3 separate regions of the Mus musculus genome follow, and all the other regions are linked to region 2. Evidence: chromatin contacts called from public HiChIP or PLAC-seq and promoter capture Hi-C data. All regions are on one chromosome and are shown on one strand. The core of a region is the stretch at or near the end of the contact, and the rest is flanking DNA. Distances in the headings are between cores, read along the strand shown. Region 1 overlaps Skap2 (src family associated phosphoprotein 2). Region 2 holds the start of Halr1 (Hoxa adjacent long noncoding RNA 1). Region 3 holds the start of Hoxa11os (homeobox A11, opposite strand).

The links. HiChIP or PLAC-seq counts read pairs in DNA pulled down with a chosen protein or histone mark. Capture Hi-C pulls out chosen DNA fragments and counts their contacts.
Region 1: an H3K27ac HiChIP or PLAC-seq map of embryonic stem cells shows a contact between it and region 2, with 33 read pairs. The contact joins the enhancer-like site here to the promoter of Halr1 in region 2. A contact is called at or near these places in 2 of 39 promoter capture datasets (the 3T3-L1 cell line and embryonic stem cells), 20 of 484 Hi-C or Micro-C datasets (the HL-1 cell line, embryonic fibroblasts, embryonic stem cells and 5 more), 9 of 115 datasets of contacts at active chromatin or transcription factors (bone marrow-derived dendritic cells and embryonic stem cells) and 3 of 9 other capture datasets (adipose tissue, embryonic tail and pancreatic islet).
Region 3: a contact with region 2 is called in a promoter capture Hi-C map of adipose tissue. The contact joins the promoter of Hoxa11os here to the promoter of Halr1 in region 2. A contact is called at or near these places in 1 of 115 datasets of contacts at active chromatin or transcription factors (embryonic stem cells) and 1 of 9 other capture datasets (adipose tissue).

The regions. Positions count from the first base shown.
Region 1 is chr6:51,874,838-51,877,846 of GRCm38.p6, reverse strand. The region is part of intron 10 of Skap2 (src family associated phosphoprotein 2); the gene reads left to right. Among named protein-coding and RNA genes, the nearest start is that of Skap2, 140 kb to the left of the region's middle. Within about 2 kb of position 1,501, at least 61 of the 459 cell types and tissues checked have an H3K27ac peak or open chromatin away from gene starts, as enhancers often do. A contact at or near this core is called in adipose tissue, embryonic stem cells, embryonic tail and 2 more, where this site is marked.
Region 2 is chr6:52,101,613-52,104,312 of GRCm38.p6, reverse strand. Halr1 (Hoxa adjacent long noncoding RNA 1) reads right to left here and starts at 1,364. Exons shown (of 3, transcript NR_110440.1): 1 at 1,277-1,364.
Region 3 is chr6:52,243,573-52,246,552 of GRCm38.p6, reverse strand. It overlaps Hoxa11os (homeobox A11, opposite strand), which reads right to left and starts at 1,310. Exons shown (of 5, transcript NR_015348.1): 1 at 737-1,310; 2 at 353-568; 3 at 22-238. It overlaps Hoxa11 (homeobox A11), which reads left to right and starts at 743. Exons shown (of 2, transcript NM_010450.3): 1 at 743-1,542; 2 at 2,961-2,980. The coding sequence starts at 834. LOC115490410 (a long non-coding RNA gene) reads right to left here. Exons shown (of 2, transcript XR_003956437.1): 2 at 2,040-2,980.

The DNA of each region.
Region 1 (3,009 bases), core at 252-2,751, 230 kb after region 2:
ACTTTTCAGGCTTGCAGTACTTAGGGAAAGGGTCTCTGGTGTCGGCATCATGCTTCATTCATTGTCAACATGCCTTTTATAATCTTGTGTTTGTGGACTATCTGGCGGTTACTTGCTTAATTTGTACTTTGGTAACAATCCTGTTAGCTTTGCCAAATATGTATTTTTATAAAAATTTAAAAGCTCATTGTGTACATTTTTCAAAGGCTAGCTAACTTTCCTTTTTAAACCTTCTTTCAAAAGTAATTCATGCCCCTCAGGACAGCACACATAGCAAGGTGACATTTTGTGTGTAATTTTCAAAATATTGACTGTGGTATAGATAGAATGGTGTTAACATGCCGAGTAAAGACAGCGAAACCACATTATCTGTGCTTGTGAGTGTTCCATAGTCTACAGAATGCCTGCCTTTCTTGGGGCCAGGGATGGTTCTCAGCAGGAAGGCATTCTGACTAGCCTACTCGAGGCTCTGCATCTGCTATCCCTGTGCCACAAAGCAAAGCAAAGTCATGTCCTGTGGGTTATCTCCCCGAGCACAGGCAAAGACTGCTAGTGTTTGTGAGCCTTCTGTGCTTTCAAAGCTGTTTTTGTACATGAGTTTTGTCTATGTGTGTTTAGAGCCACTCCATTTTAGAGATAAGCTATAGGAGCTTCCTGCTTTCCACAAATAAGATCACTCCTGATTCTTTTTGTCTGGCATGCTTTCCGGGGAGGCAGCTAGCACACACACTGCTGGCCTTCCCCTCACTGTAGATGCCCGCTCTTCACTTAGAACGCCAGTCATAGACGCACAGATGGCACACAGAGTGCTCCTCAGCGGTGCTCACTGTCCATGGGACCGACCGTCCGTCATTTTTTGGACTCCATCATCATCAAGATTACAGGAGGCACAGTTGAAAATGTGTCTTTCCCCGGCTCTGCTGAATCCCTGGCTCTTCCCTGACTTCCTTGCAGCAGTGAGGTTTAATGGAATGCCCCTGATGCACATCTAGGGAGAGATGCATCTTGTACACCGTGGGGGTCTCTCCCCTTGCTGCTCCTGTAACTCCCATTAGTGTTAATGGGAGTCTCTCCAAGTGTATCCAGGGAAAGAGAAACCAAAGTGGTAAGAATGTGTATTTAAAATCACTGGATACTTGGGGTTTTTTGTCCTTTCTTTCCTCCCCCTACTTAAAAAAAAAAAAAACAAAAAACAAAACAAAAAACAAACAAAAAACATGTTAATTGAAAAGTACTGTGAGAAGGTCTGAACCAGAGGAGGGCCCGGACAGCTGGGACCTGGGATCCCACAGCTCCACCAAAAACTTTGACCTCAGTTTTTCAGCCAAAGTTTGTTTCTTCCACGTCTTCGGACCAAGCCTAAGGCCTGAGCAGCGTGGGGAACAAGTTGGGGGGTGGGGGAAGGGCTACTGGGGAAACTAGCTATTTAGACCTTCTTTGACTTGGCTAGAACTGTGTGGCAGGCCTCACGTGTGAGATGATGTCATCCTGTCTGCTCTAACTCCTTGACTTTCAAGCTGACACTGAGAGACCACATGGGGTGCAACATTTGACCCAATTAGCAGTTGATTTAATCTGACAGGAATGTTTCAATTCTAAATCTCTATTTGTCTAAATAAGTGGTTTTTAAAGGAAATCAGTCACTTTATTATTAAGTGATTTTTAAAAAAAAAAAAAAAGAAAGAAAGAAATGGTCAATGCTTGGAGGTATCTGGCCAGCTGGAGTGCCCTCTAGTGTCTGTTTACAGAATGTATTTAATATATGCCTGGGGGCTGGGGGAGGATGTGATAGGGGTGGCCACAAGCACTATTAGCTCCTGGTTGGATTCTGGGGCTTGCACATGCCCCTGCTGGTTTTAGTGCTCTGAGCCCAAGTGCTACTACAGTGGAGAGGCCAATACAGGGTCGGTCTCTCTCTCTCTCTCTCTCTCCCTCTCCCTCCCTCCCTCTCCCCCCTCCCTCTCTCCCTTCCTCCCTCCTTCTTCCTCCTCCTCCTCCCCTCCCCCAATCCTATCATGCCGCTCCTATTGTCCCTCTCTTTCCATCCTAAAAAATAAAAATTAACAGAGGATTCTGTTAGGTTGTATTTTCTAGTCCTTGTTTATTTTCTCACAAATTTAAGTGAAACGGTGCATCCCACAAATACTTAGATTCCATGTTATTCAGATTCTCCTTTTTAAAAAATGTTAAAGACATTAAGGAGAATTTAAATCTCCTAATAAATTAATACTTTGTGGAGATCAACACTATGCTGACTGTACTAATGTGGCCGTTTGTATTGAGGTTGCCAAGACGCCTCTTGTTTAAAAGTGAGATGACAAGCCTGATCCAGCATCCATGTCCACGTTATCCCGTGGATTCAAAGCTGACATTGCAGCGATGGAAGCTGTCAGCACATCTGTGTTCCGCCTGGCTAGTGAATACACGGGCATTTTGTGTCTTATTGATATAACTTGCAGTCTTTTTTCCTTAACTCATCAGAACTCAATTATCACGAAATTAAAAACAGGAAACAGTTCTCTTGTGTAACAAAAGCATCCAGCGTATTTAACTGTGTGCTGTGTTTTAGGAGCCACATTGTGTGAGTGACAAAGCATACATTATCCAGTTACTGTGGTATTACGGAGCGACGAGCACTAAATAATCAATCAGTTAATGGTGTGTATGGCAGTTTGAGCACTTCACATCCATTGTGCTTATGCCAGGAGAAGGATGAACTGATAACGCCACTGTGGGAGCCTAATGTCCTAGACCTGACGAACAAAAGTCTGCATTAGCAATTTCACAGCTGCAAAAGTATTTTAGAGACAACTTTGAGAGACTTTGGATACAAATGCTTTATATTTGAGTATTAAAGTATGCTATTATTATTATGCTCTTATCAAGTGTTCTAAACTCCATGAAATTGTTACTTCAGATATGTCCAATCTGTCCCTTAGATATTCTGATGGTACAGTAAGACCAGTTGCTCTTTAAACACATAGCGAGTGAGCTTAGGACTTTCCATTA
Region 2 (2,700 bases), core at 115-2,614:
GGAATCCCCAGGAAGGAGCAGTCAGTAATACTGCTTCCGGTAGGCAAACTCTCCTCCTACCTTTTCATCAAACCGCCTCTGGGAAGGGACTGGGTGATCTCCTGAGGGCAGGTTAAGGAGAACAACAGCAGCCTGAGGAGAGGTTTCCTTCTTTTTCTCCTTCTGCCTTAATGCCCCCACTTTAAATAACAGCTCCTTTCTGCAGTGAAGTTGGGTCCCCTGAAAACCACTTGGCAGTGGTTCGCGGTGAACCGTGAATGCTGAACTGAGCCGTGATTGATTTCACTTAGAACCACACAGAACTGACTCTTCTCTATGTACAGTGCAGCTCACCTGACATCTCTGCTCCCAAAACCTGCTTACTAACTTAATAAGCCAGTCCTCCTCCCCGCCCCATCCCCCAGCTCTCAAGCCCGGGCGTCATTGGCTGAGGCTTGGGTTCAGGCTGCCCTGAAGTCTGTACTGAACCTTGAAGCCTCTGACTAGCTTGGGGTCACATTACTTGAGGCTATCCAAGTAGAACCAACTCTAATAAGGAGAAACCAGATATTCCTCTCTTCTAGTTCCCAGATTCCTAGAAATTTCTTGTAAAAACAGTTCCTTGCATCTGGAGAGACGGTCCAGAGTTAAAAGCACGTGTGCTCTTGTACAGGACATTAGTTTGATTCCTAGCGCCCACATGGTGGGTCATAACATCCATAACTCCAGTTCCAGGGAATTGGAAGGCCTCGTCTGACTTCCTTGGGTGTGGGGCCATATATGATGCACATATATCATGATGCAGGCAAAACATCGCTACACATAAGACAAAATAAATAAAACCAAAACAAGACAGTTCTTTATGAGAGCAACAGCAAACTCATTCTTTGAACTCAGGTAGCTGTGGAGTCCATCGGCCCTTGTACCTGGACATCTACCTACTTCAGGTGTTTTGAAATTTCCTTTCTCCGAATCTGTGACCAACATGAGTAAGAAGGGCATTGGCGCAAACTTACATCAGCTGTGAAGGGAAGAACTGGGAAAAACAAGACGCGGAAAGATAAAAGGAAAGAAAAGATGTCGATGTATTCTTACGCTGGTACCCAGAGACACTCGCACCTGCCTATAATCCAATCCCATCACTGGGGAGGACGAGGCAGGAGGATGGGGAGTTCAAGGCCACCCTCAATCACATGAGCGTCTATCTCAGAACCCCAACAAACCAACAGATAACAATGAGAGAGAGAGAGAGAGAGAGAGAGAGAGAGAGAGAGAGAGAGAACACAATATTGCTTACTTTCTTCAGCTGCTGGTTCTCAGCTACTTTCTTCTTCTTTTGTCAGCCATCATCAGTCAGGTTGTATCACCTCCGCCCACGGTCTCCCAGCTGAGAGGCGCATGCGCACTCACTGCAGACAAAAGTCCTCCCAGGAAGAGCCAGGCATGCATCTTCCCACAATCTGTCCACACGGGTCTGCTGTTTGCACAGCTGGGTTTGTTTCTTTCAATGGCAGAGAAGGGAGGCTCCAAAAAAACACCGGGCTTCACAAAACTTTTCACGGTCTAACTAGAAGAAATTAGACTAAGGTCCAGAGGTTTCCCGCTGCATTTTTAGAAGGCAACATTCTTTTATTTTCAAGTGTCCTCTCTTGTCAATGGGTGTGGGAGACATTACAGCAACTACTATGTAAATGTTGATAATTAGTTTTGATATTTGCCCCAGGGAAGTTCCTTCCTAAAGAAATCATTTTTTTCTTCTTAAAAATATTTCAATCTCATTCCAGATGGAATATTTGTGACCTTTCCGTGGTCAGAGCTGGTCCATTGTGTTCAGAGGCAGCATGGCCCACCACCCTTCCTTTGCACCCTTCCCTCAACAATCCCACGTCTGGTTTTTCAATTTAAAGCGACTGTTCACAGAATTCCCACCATGAAGGAAAACACTGTGAGTCAATACACGTTGGGCCAGCGCCAATGCTCAGATAATGAAGTCGGTGGTACTTACGCAAGAAGGGTTTGCCCCCGTGATGGTAATAAATCTTTCACTTGTGTGTCATAAGCACAGAATGCCTAGATGAATTCAAAGACCCTGCTTGGAATTAGTTAAGTGGGTTTCCCTGCTTCCATAATGAGTTTCACAACTGCTCATAGAACATAGCTATTAATTACTAGCGAATAGGCTTTATTGAGGTCTGAAATGGGGAAGAGCTATTTATTTGGAGTAAGTCTAGGCCATTGTAGGTATTTCCTTGTGTTGTGTGAACATTTACACTGTTAGAGGCAAACTGATGATACCACCTTATGAGACTCAAGGGAGCGGCTGAGCAGTGAGTGGGGAGACACGGCGCTATGCGATGGAGGGAGAAAACTCAATTCCTTGTGAAATGGTAGCTGAGAGCTCTTTCAGAGCAGGTGCACTGTTCATGCGCGGTCTCCAAGCTAAGTGGATCTCAAATCAGATTCTGTGAAGTAGAAACCACATTAAAAATTGTATTTAGATCCAAAGTCTCTTTCCTTCCCACAGGAATTACAATTTCTATCAAATAAGTGCTGAACAGTATTACCATTTCTCCCTTGCTATGGTGTGTCTAAGAATGGTTTGTGACAGAAAGTCTTTTTAGAGCCTTGCTTTCAACATGCGTTTATGTTTTAATGATATATCCTCCACCTGTAAAAATGTAGTTCTAGCCCACAGAAAATCAACACATTTGAAGCTTTCTT
Region 3 (2,980 bases), core at 61-2,560, 140 kb before region 2:
CAGCGCGGATTATTGACAAACCGCGGAGGGAAGCCGCTTTGCCTGTTGGCGGTTTGGGGACGGAAGGCACTAAAGCGCTTCGGAAGTGACCGTGAATGAGAGCGTGTAATCAAGTCACCGTGCAAATCGGACAAGCCACGAGGCCGGCACATCCGTGCCGGCGAAGCCTGGCCCCAAATGGGGTCCAGCCAGGGTCTGAGGCTGGGGGGCTTCCCAGAGCAAACCTGTGGGAGGGGGGCTGCGAAGAAGGTGCTGAACGTAAGCCTTCGGATAACAGACTCCGGGACCTGAAGCTATACAATTCCGGGCTTTCACCTGGCCACCCCCAGCCCAGAGAGTATCCCTCACCCACCGGGGAGTGGGGGGAGGCGTCAGGAGTTGCGCTCTCTTGCCGCCCTCAGAGCACTCGTGGACCAGGACCATGTAGCTGAGCAAAGGAGAGCTGCCCGGGGGCGCACCCCAGCCTTTCTGCGCGCGGGGAGGCCCCCCAGCCAACATGAGTTACACCGGCGATTACGTGCTTTCGGTGAGAACACCGAGTGACGATCTGTTGCTTCCCCTGAGGTGGCTACAAAGAAAGGAAGCCGAGGAGGGAGGGGAGGGGAAAAAAGGAAAGGGAGGGGGGTTAAAAAAAAAAAAAAGCCGGGACTAGCTCGCGGCTTGTCAATTTCAACATCGGGTCACATGACCAGCACCTCCCTGCTAAGGATGGGGATAGATTTCCACGTCAGCTTACGTCTCCAAATTTCTACTTCACGGATCCGCTTCAAAGAGGCAGCTGCAGTGGAGAATCATGTTAAGCTCGGCTACTGCGGAGAGCCCAAGGTAGCCCAATGATGGATTTTGATGAGCGTGGTCCCTGCTCCTCTAACATGTATTTGCCAAGTTGTACTTACTACGTCTCGGGTCCAGATTTCTCCAGCCTCCCTTCTTTTTTGCCCCAGACCCCGTCTTCGCGCCCAATGACATACTCCTACTCCTCCAACCTGCCCCAGGTCCAACCCGTGCGCGAAGTGACCTTCAGAGAGTACGCCATTGAGCCCGCCACTAAATGGCACCCCCGCGGCAATCTGGCCCACTGCTACTCCGCGGAGGAGCTCGTGCACAGAGACTGTCTGCAGGCGCCCAGCGCGGCCGGCGTGCCTGGCGACGTGCTGGCCAAGAGCTCGGCCAACGTCTACCACCACCCCACCCCCGCCGTCTCGTCCAATTTCTATAGCACGGTGGGCAGGAACGGCGTTCTGCCACAGGCTTTCGACCAGTTTTTCGAGACGGCTTACGGCACCCCGGAAAACCTCGCTTCCTCCGACTACCCCGGGGACAAGAACGCCGAGAAGGGGCCCCAAGCAGCAGCTGCGACCTCCGCTGCGGCGGTGGCGGCGGCGGCCACGGGCGCGCCGGCAACTTCAAGTTCGGACGGCGGCGGTGGCGGCGGCTGTCAGGAGGCGGCGGCGGAGGAGAAGGAGCGACGGCGGCGACCCGAGAGCAGCAGCAGCCCCGAGTCGTCTTCCGGCCACACTGAGGACAAGGCCGGTGGCTCCGGTGCGTATAAAGGCAGCGCCCAGCGCTTTATGAAAGGGGAGTTGGGAATCTAGCGCAGCACCGCTGTTAAATTTTTATATGCTGTTTTATAAGCATATAAGGTTTATGAAGGGCCTTTAGGTTTCCCCCAACAAAACTTTGTTATAAAAGGAGGGATCACGTGGCGAGTGCTGAAATTGGCCGTGAAATACCCACCGGCCAAAGCATGCCTGCAGAAAAAAAAAAAAATACAACTCCCCTTTTTCCTTTTTTCCCTTCTCAGCTCCCAAACTCAACAGCACGATCCCCGCTAGAGACCAGCTCCAGGCTGGGGAGCCGGAGGTGGGCGCCTGTAAATTCCCCCTACAAGGGCTTCAGGAGCCTTTGATAGCGGGGTAATCCGGAGATTTTTATAAAAGCCATGTGTTGCGGCGGGACTCCAGTCCCGGCTGGGATTCAAAGGCATCGGCTGTTTAATGATGGCGCTAAGAGCGCATTTAACAGATAAAGTAGCCCACTTAGCTCAAGCAATATATTAAAAGAAACAAATTAACTTAAATTTGGCCTTTTTGTCCAAAGGAAGCCATTTTCCTCTGGTCCGGTTGCAATTACATGCTGCCTTCTGTTATTCACAATTGTTTTTAAATCAGTCAAAAGTTGTGTGTGTGTGTGTGTGTGTGTGTGTGTGTGTGTGTGTGTGTGTGTGTGTGTGTTTCTTAAAGGTGAGGGTGAACAAATGGATCCTGCCTGAGGCTTAAGGTAGCCTCTCTTTCCTCTACCCTTCCTAAACTAGCATCCCTACCCTGCTGAGGGCCCTCTGGCAGTATGCTGACGGTGTGTACTGAGTGAAGGCCTGGGTAGGGGTTTCCTCTGCCACCTCCCACCTCGAGAGAGCTGGGAGGCTGGCGGAAGAGGCAAGAACTGATCAGAAGTCAGGCTGACAAAGACCCCTCAGCCGCCCCAGATGTTAAGGAGGGCTAAATCATGGCGGCAAGCAGGAAAGCCTGGGGCCAGGATGCATGCCTTTACTGCCTCGGGAACAGGCGGCCCAGGTGCTGAAGGTGAAATGTCCTCGGGCGGCTGTTTGTTTAGTCTGGCGGGGCAAGGAGCAGCCCGCAACCCCCACTTGCCTCCGTTCAAAGCAGTTCAACCAGCGCAAACTCGCCTGTTGCTGTGAGGAGCCTTCCTTTCAGCTCAAGGGGCAGCCTGAGTCCTTTCCCTGGGGGCCTATCTAGTGAGCTGGCTTTTATCTGAAGCCGGCTCCAGACTGCAACTTGTCCCTGACCAGCAATAGAAGCCTGAAGGCAGGGGCCTGGAAAGACTTTGAAAGGGCCTGGATTGGGCCTCCAGACCCTGTGGCCAGACCTTCTCCAATGGGGGTCCTGGGAGAGGGTTGCACCCCTATCGCCCTCTCACTCTTTGCCTCTCTCCTTCCTTAGGTGGCCAACGCACCCGCAAA